Linked DNA regions of Mus musculus: region 1 is linked to region 2. A link is a contact called in public promoter capture Hi-C data. All regions are on one chromosome and are shown on one strand. Each heading gives the region's core, a stretch centred on a gene start, on an enhancer-like site or on the middle of the called end of the contact. The rest is flanking DNA. Distances are from core to core; before and after follow the strand shown.

Region 1 (5,980 bases), core at 2,104-4,603, 600 kb after region 2:
GGCAGATGCATCCAGAGGGGCTGGTGCTGGAAGAATATATTTTGGAGGATGAACTATCTTAATAAATGAGATTAAATTAAAATTTCTGGTTATATGATATCCCTTACATGCTAGGAACAGTCAGGAAGTAGCTGCTTTCTGAGTTACAAGAGTGTATTCTTCATGTCATTTCCGATTTCTTCTCATGCTGTATTAGAACTGATACAGCTCTCTGCTGTAAGTGGACATTAATGTCACACTAATTCTCATAGGCATTTTATAGCCAAAGCATTTTTATTTTGTTTTTTAACATCTTTAAAATTTTATTTGTAGCCAGGGAGCGGTGTCGCATACCTTCAGTCTCAGCACATAGAGAAGTGCAGACTGTCGGATCAGTGTAAGTTCCAGGCCGGCCAGGACCACACAATGAGACCATGTTTAAAAACCAATAAAAGGCCATTTTATACTTTTTTACAAACTGTATTAAAGACCTGTGTCCTGTGGGATATGTGTGTACTGTCAGTGTTGAGGGAGACTGGAGCAGAAAGATTGGATATGCAGTATCCTATCTCAAAAACAAAAACCAAAGCTTAGCACAGGGTAGACTCAGCTTGTAGTTCTGATATGCAGGAAGCTTAGGCAGGTGGGGTTACAGTATCAAAGTGAGAATCTGCTTCAAGGTTCTTTCGTATTAAGAAATGGTTATTTTCGGGGCTGGTGAGATGGCTCAGTGGGTAAGAGCACCCGACTGCTCTTCCGAAGGTCCGGAGTTCAAATCCCAGCAACCACATGGTGGCTCACAACCATCTGTAACAAGATCTGACGCCCTCTTCTGGAGTGTCTGAAGACAGCTACAGTGTACTTACATAGAATAAATAAATAAATCTTTAAAAAAAAAAAAAATAAAATAAAATAAGAAATGGTTATTTTCTTGTCAGTACTAGAGATTGGACCCAGGGCTTTGTTCAACAGGGTAACCCTCTATACTCCTAACCTTACATATTTTGTTTTGTTTTGTTTTTTTGTTTGATTTTTAAAGATTTATTTATTTACTATATGTAAGTACACTGTAGCTGTCTTCAGACACCCCAGAAGAGGGCATCATGGATGGTTGTGAGCCACCATGTGGTTGCTGGGATTTGAACTCAAGACCTTCGGAAAAGCAGTCAGTGCTCTCAACCGCTGAGCCATCTCTCTAGCCCCACATTTTTTTTATAATTATTTGATATAGATAATAATTTCTATGCCATGATCTATAAAATATTGCAGAACAATTAAAGGGTAATAGAATTCAGTGCTTAAAGTGATTTTTGTTTAAAAGAACCTAGGGCTATGTAGTTCAAGCTAACCTTAAACTAAAGATCCTTTTGCCTTAGCTTGCTGAATTGATTACAGGTGTATCCTATCATAACTGGTTTAAAGTATTTTGGAAACAGCTTTTAAGGTAAAAGTGTTACTATACAACAGGTAAAATTAAGCTTCTGATACTAGTTTTTTGGTAGAGGTGATATTAGAGTCTTTGTTTTTTAGATAGGCAAGCCTATCTAACTCCTGCAGTCTTGGCTTCTCAAATACTAGGATTATAGGTACAAGCCTCTATACTCACCTGTAAGTGAAGTCTTTATAGGTAGGTACTGTATCAGTTTTTTTGTTATCTATGACATTATTATCTATGGATAAACTGACAGAATTGTGAGGACAAAGGTAACTTTTTATAATTCTCGATAGGTTTACAGCTGCTTTGATTACCATAAAGAAGTGTAACAATTTAGGGGCTGGAGAGATGGCTTAGTGTTTGAGAACTTGAATTTTATTGCTAAACTCCTGTGTTGGCTGTACACAACCACCTGTAAGCCCTGTTCTAGGAGAGCTGATGTCTTCATTTAGCCTCTGTGGGCACTTGTACACATGTTGCATACACACATGCAGGTAAATTAATTTTTTTTTTTTTTTTTTTGCTATGTATACTTTTTGAGACAGGGTCTCATTATGTAGTCTTGATTGGCATGGAACTCATGTATACTATGCTGGTCTCAGAAATCTCCTTACGTCTTCTTCTTGGGCACTAAGATTAAAGTTCTGTGCTACCATTAGCAGCAAAAATAGATTTTAAAAAATCTATACTATGTGATACAGCAGTGTGCAATATTGAGTCTAGCATCTGCTCAGTTTGGATAACACTGGATCTTATCCTTTGTTTTCTATTCCTTTTTGAAAGTCTCTTGTGTTCCAGTGTGACTTCTCATTGGCTGTTTTATTGAGGATGGTCTTGATCTTGTGATATTCTTGCCTCTACCTCAGAGTTCAGGGAGTGTAGTGTGCACCACCATACCCAGTGAGACTGGCTTAGCATGCCAGGTGTCATGCGTGCTCAGCAGGCCTGGTCACAACCCAGTCACATCGCTATCACAAATTAAAATTTCTTTCCTTGTCTTGAGACAGGGGCTTACTGTGTACTAGCTTACAATCAGACTGGCTTGTAACTTTGGTGATCCTCTGTAGTATCTGTCTCATCTCTCCCCCTCTCCTTCCTCCCTCCCTCCCTCCCTCCCTCCCTCCCTCCCTCCCTCAGTCTTCCCTTCCTCCCCCACACTGACCCCAACACACACACACACACACGCACACAATTTGTTGCTTGTTTTTGAGATGTTGTTTGTTAGTAACCCTGGCCTCAATTGAGGGAATGAAGGCATGCACCACCACACCCATTAGAAAAAAATTCTTTAACGTTTTTGTGGGTATATATGGCTGTTGCAGTGCACGTGTAGAAGGCAGGGAGCAACTCTGGAGCGAGTTTTCTCCTCCTTTTTTGTGGGTTCCAGGGATTGCACTAAAGTAGTCAGGCTTAACAGTAAGGGTTTCTATCCATTGAACCATTGTGCTAGCTTTCAAACTTAATATTTGAATAAACATGTAGTGAAAAAATTTAAAGTGTACCAGTGAAATTGCTGTACTGTACTGGGCCTGGTTAGTTAACATCTTTCCTTACTATGTCTTCTTTCCACTTAATAGCACAAAGTAGCAGATTATGTACACGTGAAGATTCTGGGCTCTAGTGTGTTCTAGCCCTTTCATATGATTTACATTATCCGTGTGTTCTAGCTCTTTCATATATATATGATTTACATTATCCGTGTGTTCTAGCCCTTTTGTATGATTTACATTATCCGTGTGTTCTAGCCCTTTTGTATGAATTACATTATCCGTGTGTTCTAGCCCTTTTGTATGATTTACGTTATCCGTGTGTTCTAGCCCTTTTGTATGACTTGCTTTGCTTTCCTCATGTTGCCCAGCCTGGCTTAGAACTTACCTCCTGTCCCAGCCTCCCAAGAGAATGTTGGAATCTTAGGCATGTACTACTGGGCCTGCTTAGATTTATAATTGAGAAAAGTAAACACATCTGTAGTAGAGAGAGTGCTTGCCTAGCATGCAGAATGTAGTGAGTTCAGTCCCTGGCATTCTGTATAAACAGGTGAAGATAGTGCACAGCATGAGTCTACCACTTGGTGGGGCAAAAGAAGGAGGGTCTCTTAAGAGTTCAGTGCCAGCTAGGGCTATGCTGTCTCAACAATAAATTTAACAGTAATTCAGTAGGCTAAAGACTAATTTGTTTAGGGGAAGTCATATAACCAAGGTACCATTGTCCTAAAGTTACCTGACTTTAAGTCATCAACGAGTAACTTGCTTGTATAGATTTATTATTTTGCTAAGTTTTGTTTGGATGTTACAAGGATAGAGTTTAATTTTCTGTAATTATTTCAAATGATGCCTAGAAAAAAAATTGAAAACTACAATATATAAGAAAAAAATCATGCCAGGCACTGGTGGCACATACCTTCAATCCCAGCACTCAGGAGACAAAGGTAAGTAGATCTCTGTGAATTTGAGGCCAGTCTGGTCTACAGAGTGAGTTCCAGGACAGCCATGGTTACCTAGAAACTCAAAAAACCAAAAGATTAAACATAAAAATAAAAGTAAATAAGTAGAAGAAGAGTAGTTAATATTATGGTTTGACTACAATCTGGCATATAACTTAAGCTACTGGGAAGTGCTACTTTGTATAGCATTTAAATTACTATTTATTATTATTATTATTTTGGTGTTTCTAGATAGTTTCTCTTGTATCCTTGGCTGTCCTGGAAGTCACACTGTAGATCATGCTGTCCTTGAACTCAGATTAACCTGCTGCCTCTCGAGTGCTGGGATTAAAGGCATGTGTCACCACAGCCTACCTTAAAGTATTAACAAAGGGCAACATTTTTATAAAAATTTCATTCATGGCAAATGACTTCTGCTTACATTTTATTACAAAGTATACTTGTAATATGAACATGACAATATTCTACCATTTCAATGACGTTTAAGATCAGTGTTTGAAATAAAGATTTGTTGAAAGGATTCATTAGATTATTATTTTTACTAGTTATATATCTAGTACGCAATATACATTTATCAGAAGTGTTAAAATTGGCTTTTGTCATTTTACTTTCTCTGATAGTGCAGTTAAAATCTAGAAAGAGTGCCGGGCGGTGGTGGTGCACGCCTTTAATTCAGCACTCATGAGGCAGAGGCAGGTGGATTTCTGAGCTCTAGGCCAGCCTGGTGTAGAGTGAGTTCCAGGACAGCCAGGGCTACACAGAGAAACCCTGTCTCGAAAAACCAAAAAAAAAAAAAAAAAATCTAGAAAGGCCCATTTTTATAAAAGTCTGCGTTGTTTGTGAAGTGCTCATAATAACTTTGTGTTTATAGTCTTGTGATGTAAGGATGAGTTTTTCTCTTCAGACAGGATCATGCTATCCAGACTAGGCTGGCTTTTTTTTTTTTTTTTTTTTTTTTTGTTTTGTTTTTTCGAGACAGGGTTTCTCTGTGTAGCCCTGGCTGTCCTGGAACTCACTCTGTAAACCAGGCTGGCCTCGAACTCTGAAATCCTCCTGCCTCTGCCGCCCGAGTGCTGGGATTAAAGGCGTGCGCCACCACGCCCGGCTTAGGCTGGCTTTTAACTTGCCATGATTTCAACTTTTTTCTGCTCTCCTCAGTTTACGTTGGGAGACTCAGTAACTGTTGACTGTTCTTTTCTCAACGTGCTTTTGAACCGGTGTCATTCCCAGGGTTTCCTCCCCAGTGCATTAAGACTTCAGATGCTTTTTAACTGTGTTAAAGATTTCCATTTACATTGTATGCTATTTTACTTCTGACTATTTAAAGTTGCTTTATATTTTAAAGAGCAAAGTGTAAGATGAACATTTTCATATGGGAGCTGGAGAGTGGCTCATTGAATAAGAGCCTGCTCTTCAATTCCCAACACCCACATGGAGGCTGACAGTTATTCGTAACTCTAATTCCAGGGGATCTGATGACCTCTTTTGGACTCCATGAGCATCAGGCATGCTTATGGTACACAAACATGCATGCAAAACACCCATATACATAATACTAAAAACAATTTTTTCACACACAGTAGTTTGTTTTTCAGACATTATCTTCTGTGTTGCTCAGGTTCACCTTATAATTTTGGTATCATATGATCGATCCTTCTGTCTTATTACCATCCTGAGGAGCTGAGACTAAGAATCATATCATTTGGCTGATATATGCACATACAATTGAAAAACAAAACAAAACAAAACAGTCCAACCTTGGTAGCGCTACTGTCAGTACCTTACTATATTTTATGTGGATATGTGGGCCACTATAATGTATCTACCTAAAGAGCTGCCAGTTAGGTATGGTGGTGCCTACCAGCAATTCCAGCAGTTGGGTCAAACCAGGAGTTCAAAAATATCCTTGTTTACACTGAATTAGAGGTAAGACTGTGTCTCAAAATTATGGGAGAGCAAACAAGATGACTGCCCAGGAAAATGCACTTGCCACCAAGCCCGATAACCTATTCTTGGATCCAGCACATGAAGATTTATGTATTTGTGCTTATATACAAGCTGTGTGTCACACACACACACACACACACACACACACACACACACACACACGAACAATATAAATA
Region 2 (5,806 bases), core at 747-3,246:
GCTTGCCTTGAATTTATAGATTTATAGATACCTGTCTGCCTCCGCCTCCGCCTCTCAAGCTTGGCTTATTTTTACTTCAAAACAAAAAACAACCAAGTAATCCATGAATAATATCCTAGGCAATATGACATTAAATAAAACAAGTAATTAAATCACGTTTTACTCTCTCATCCCAGTCTCAGGACTGTTGTGTTTCTTCCTGGACTTTTTTCTTCTGTATGTACAAATGCATAATTTTGAAGCTTTCTTGCCTTAATCCTCACCTCATGGAGTGTAAGAGATAGTTTCCATTTTCTTTTTCTTTTCTTTTTTTTTTTTTTAAGATTTATTTATTGGTTATATGTAAGTACACTGTAGCTGTCTTCAGACACTCCAGAAGAGGGAGTCAGATCTCGTTACGGATGGTTGTGAGCCACCATGTGGTTGCTGGGATTTGAACTCCAGACCTTTGGAAGAGCAGTCGGGTGCTCTTACTCACTGAGCCATATCACCAGCCCTAGTTCCCATTTTCTAAGGTCTAGTTTTTACCTCTTTGGGTTTTTGTTTTGTTTTGTTTTTTTATTTATTATATGTAAGTATACTGTAGCTGTCTTCAGACACACCAGAAGAGGGCGTCAGATCTCATTACAGATGGGTGTGAGCCAACATGTGGGTGCTGGGATTTGAACTCAGGACCTTCAGAAGAACAGTCCCTTAACCAAGAGTCAGTGCTCTTAACCTCTGAGACATCTCTCCAGCCCACCTCTTTGGTTTTTTAAATGTTATTTTTTGATATTTTAAGTGTTTATGTCTGTGTATGAGTTTCTCACATGCATGTCTGAATCGTTCGTTTTGGAATGGGAGTGATGGGTAATTGTCAATGCCATGTGGGTGCTAAGAATCGAGTCTAGGTCTTCTGTGAGAACAGTGCTCTTGAACAGCTGAACCAGCTCTCTAGCCTCTATTTGTTTATTTCTTCCTGTGTGTGTGTGTGTGCACACGCAGGCTTTCCTTTGCATATGTGTGGTATGCATGTGGAGGGTCTGAAGTTGGTATTAGGGATCACTGACAGTTGCTGTTCTACTGCATTCACTGTTGCAGGATCTCTCAGTGGAACCCAGAGCTCAGTGATATGGCTGGTCCTCTTAGCCTGCTTGCTCTGGGAATCCTTGTCTGTGCCTCTGGGGCTAGAATTACAAGTGGCCTCTGTACCCACCTGGTATTTATGTGGGTCCAGTCTTCATTTGTGTGCCGGGGCTGTAACTGTGGCATTATCTTGCCAGCCCATGTACAGTTTTAACACACTCACTTAGTTCTCTTTTCTTAAACTTTATTATTACTATAATTGCTTATGCCAGCATATGTATGAAGGCCACAGATAATTTTTCTCTCTTACCTTTACATGGGTTTTCAGGGATTGAGCATCGGGCTTGTGTGGCAGGATGTCAGCCCACTAAACTATCTCAAAAGCTTAAGTATTTCTGCTTTTATGAGTTCAGTTGTATTTGGGAAAGATGGTAGTGGAGGTAGAACCCAGGGCCTCGTGCACAGTAACCAGTTCCTTTCACTGAACTACTGCCTACTCATTAAATTGGACTGTTGACAAGAGTCACCTATGTGTGTGCTCGAGCCATTGTGTATTGGTGCTTGTCATAAACATTTAATTAAACATTATGAATGAGTAAAATACTTGAAAAACTGTTTTGTCTATATGAAATTAACTGCTTTGAAAAGGCTGTACAGGGACGAGTCACTGGGGGAAAATTGGTTTTGAGTTAGTTGTAGGCAAGATAATGACTTTGAGGAGAATGACTGAGGTGTAAGGGATTATATATTTCCTGTTTGGCAGATGTTTAAGGCTGCATTCTCCTTAAAAGAAATCCAATATGCTTTTGCTGTTAGTGGGCTTGTTCTGTTTATCTGGGATCGCTGCCTGGATGTCTGTGCTTGTTAAGGTGTTGCAATGCTCGACTCCCTCTGTAGACTCTCAGTTAATCGACTTGGCCATAGTTCCCATTCTCATTGGGCAAGAGAGTGTCTTTCTCTTACAGGGACATGTGTGTACTTGAAAATCAGCAGTGTGTGAGTGCCTGAGAAGACTGATTCTGGACTGAGGCTGCCCGGATGTGAGTTCTGCCCTCTCCAGTTACTAACTTTCTGCTCTGGGCAAGTTATCCTTTTCATTTGTCTCTGTGGCATGATTTCTTTGTGGACCAGCCTCACTGTTGGTACATTTTGTTCCCCTACAACAGAATACTCAAAGCTGGGCGATTTGTAAAGAACAAAAAATTGTTTCTTACAATTCTGAGGGCCAAGAAGTCCAAGTTTGAAAGGCCTATACACTAGACTGCCAGTGGTGTCTCATGCCTTTAATCCCAGCACACAGGAAGCAGTGAGTTCGAGGCTAATCTGGTCTATAGGTTCCAGGACAGCCAAGGCTACACAGAGAAAATTTTTGTTGTTGTTGTTGTTTTTATTTTAAGACAGGGTTTTCTCTGTATAGCCCTGGCTGTCCTGGAACTCACTTTGTAGACCAGGCTAACCTTGAACTCACAGAGATCCACCTGCCTTCTGCCTTCCAAGTTCTGGGTTAAAGGCATGGACCACTATTCCTGGCTGATTTGGAGAACTTTTACACATGAATTAAATTCATTTTGTAATTTTAAAATTACTTTATGTGTATGGGTATTTTGTCAGCATTGTATGTCTGTGAACATCTGAGTACTATGACCTTGGAGGACAGAAGAAGACATTGGAGCCTCTGAAACTGGAGTTATCTATGATTGAGGGCTGCTGTGTGGATGCTGGCCCTCCGCAAGAGCAGTCCGAGGTTTTAACTGCCCTGCCATCTCTCCAGCCCCCCACCTGCATTTTGCATTAGGAGTGAATATGACACTTTGGGGGACTGAGGTGGAATGTTATTTAAAATAATGTGTTTAGGTATTAAGTGACAGGGAATGGACCTATGGATGTTGTTGTTTTAAAGTGTGTCTATGAGGACCTTTCCAGAGAGATTTAACTATGAAGGAAAGGTTCATAGGATGGCTCCCACACCGAGTAAAAAGAGAAAGGAGATCAGCTGAGCGTCAGGGTTTGTCCTCTCTGCCTGCAGATGCAGGGTGACTTCTTTACCATGATGAACTGTGTCTCCTAAGACCATGAGCCATGTGTATATTCAACCACTCCTCCCTTGGTGTCTGGTCACAGCAACAAGAAGGCACAAGGTGACACACAGGTATACCTGAGAGATAGAATTAAACCCACTTTGAGGATAGAAAGTATTTGTGACTAAATAATAATGTTTTGGAACTGGAGAGAGAGCTCAGCTGTTAAGAGCACTGATGCTTTCCAGAGACCCCAGGTTTAATTTCCACCACCCATAAGTTCACAACCCAAGTCCCTGGGGGTTCTGAAACCCTCTTCCTGCCCTTGTGGGCATTATGTAGACTTGGTGCACAGAGAAACATGCATGCAGAACACCTGTATACTTAAAGGCTTAAAAGGTTTTTTCCAATTCATGGGTGGCTTTTTCACTTAAATATTTAAAACCTTATTTTGAAACATGTTGAAGCAAATTTTCCCAGAGGGGAGAAGCTGAAAGGTGGGGAGGTGAGGTGGCCTCTTGGATTGATTCTGAGCAGAGGAGTCACCTTTAGAGGCTGGCCAGGGTCACAGTGATTCTGCTTTTTGTTGTAGCGAAATGCCTCAGATTGCAGGACACTAGAGTGGGACTCAGTCAAAGGTGAGCATATTTTATTTTTTTTCCTAAAATTTAACCATAGTACTTTATATTGTAAGCAAGCTCAGGCTCATTTCACAGCACCTCACAAATACCTTTATAATAAATACATCAAAAAAAAACCAAAAAACAAAAAAAAAAACCAAAAAACAAAAAAGCGGTGGCGGCACACACCTTTAATCCCAGCACTCGGGAGGCAGAGGCAGGCGGATTTCTGAGTTTGAGGCCAGCCTGGTCTACAGAGTTCCAGGACAGCCAGGGCTACACAGAGAAACCCTGTCTTGAAAAAACAACAAAAAAAAAAAAATCAATAAAATAAACAAATAAATAAATACATCCTTTTCATCCTTGATAAGACACTGAGGTGACAGAAAGCTCTAAGCCTGAGATGTTAGGCACTTCCTGACATGTTGCCATGAACCTAAGAAGAACCTGAAGAAAACCTAAGGAACCTGAAGAAGCTGAACCTAAGACAGATGGCTCACGGGCTGGAGAGATGGCTCAGTGGTTAAGAGCACCGACTGCTCTTCCGAAGGTCCTGAGTTCAATTCCCGGCAACCACATGGTGGCTCACAACCATCTGTAAGGAGATCTGACACCCTCTTCTGGAGTGTCTGAAGACAGCTACAGTGTATTACATAGAATAAATAAATCTTTAAAAAATATATAAGAAAGAAAGATGGCTCACAATTACCAATTTAGTGAATGGGACTGAAAAAGTGGTTGGAATTACTGAGGACTCCAGTATTCCCTAACTTCTAACAAGAGGTCATCCTCTTATTCCACCTATTTTTAATTGCTTGATAAGATACTAGTATGGGTTCATTTGTGGGAAAATCTCATACATGCTAAGCACATACTCTGAGCTCTGCCCCTAGTATTCATATAGTTTTTTTTTTTTTTTTTTTTTTTTTTAGATTTATTTATTGATTATATGTAAGTACACTGTAGCTGTCTTCAGACACTCCAGAAGAGGGCATCAGATTTCATTAGGGATGGTTGTGAGCCACCATGTGGTTGCTGGGATTTGAACTCTGAACCTTCGGAAGAGCAGTCGGGTGCTCTTACCCACTGAGCCATCTCACCAGCCCTCATATAGTTTTTTAAGTAGGTTAAAATATTTGCCTATGAAACTTTTGGGTTCAATGAAATACTAAATATTTAAGAAGCCACAATGTGAATCCATACGGCTGTCTCTTGGTTGGCATAAGGCATTTAGTTTAACATGTAAAGGGCTAACCAGTGATTTCCATTCTGATTCTAAATAAAACTTCTTTGGAGGGAGGTTAACAGTGGTTTTGTTGTTGTTAGTTTTTGAGTGACTGTATAGCTGTGGCTGGCCTTGAACTCAGATCCACCTGCTTCTGCCTGTTGGAATTAAAGGTTTATGTCAATACCACCCAGCCAAATTACCGAGGTTTCAATAAACGTTTAAATTTTCTGATTTAAGAATTGGGACCTTGTTTTCAATTGTGAGTTTTTCAAATAATAGGAGGCGTTGCTTCATAAGAGCCTGGACACTGGAAGTTGTTCTAGCTTTCACTTTTAGCTCTGCCTCCCTGTTGTCAAGTATCAGAATTTAAGCCTGGCGGTGGTGCACGCCTTTGATCCCAGCGCTCAGGAGGCAGAGGCAGGCGGATTTCTGAGTTCGAGGCCAGCCTGGTCTACAGAGTGAATTCCAGGACAGCCAGGGCTACACAGAGAAACCCTATCTTGAAAAACCTTTAAGAAAGTGTCAGAATTTAACTGTAAACAACACAAGTTTTCTCTAAGAGCTTTGGTTTTAGGTCAAAGCCTGGTTACAGGTCGTCACCTTGTGAATGAACTTTAAATTCCATTTTCTCCCGAGTAAGCACAGCTCTCTTGTTTGGGAAGGAGAGAACAAAGGTTATCTGACTTTTGCCAGCTTTTACTCTGGGAAAAAAGAAGCCTCAGCAAGCTAATTGGAGCACAAAGCACTTAGCTATCTACTTTGTGTGTTAGTATAAGAACTTGAGATATGGGAAGAGAGACACTTAGGAAAGCCAGGTGAGTATACCCTGCTTTTCCAGTCTCTAGCCAAGTAATTTGTTACAGCACCTGGTTAAG

What was found. Promoter capture Hi-C pulls out the DNA fragments that hold promoters and counts their contacts.
Region 1: a promoter capture Hi-C map of the C10 cell line shows a contact between it and region 2, with 3 times the contacts expected there. The contact joins two enhancer-like sites. A contact is called at or near these places in 3 of 39 promoter capture datasets (the C10 cell line, cranial neural crest and hippocampal neurons), 1 of 484 Hi-C or Micro-C datasets (LSK cells) and 2 of 115 datasets of contacts at active chromatin or transcription factors (astrocytes and bone marrow-derived macrophages).

The regions. Positions count from the first base shown.
Region 1 is chr13:55,221,203-55,227,182 of GRCm38.p6, forward strand. All of the region lies in intron 2 of Nsd1 (nuclear receptor-binding SET-domain protein 1), which reads left to right. Among named protein-coding and RNA genes, the nearest start is that of Nsd1, 14 kb to the left of the region's middle. Within about 2 kb of position 3,354, at least 4 of the 459 cell types and tissues checked have an H3K27ac peak or open chromatin away from gene starts, as enhancers often do.
Region 2 is chr13:54,627,360-54,633,165 of GRCm38.p6, forward strand. All of the region lies in intron 1 of Faf2 (Fas associated factor family member 2), which reads left to right. Among named protein-coding and RNA genes, the nearest start is that of Faf2, 8.5 kb to the left of the region's middle. Within about 2 kb of position 1,997, at least 36 of the 459 cell types and tissues checked have an H3K27ac peak or open chromatin away from gene starts, as enhancers often do.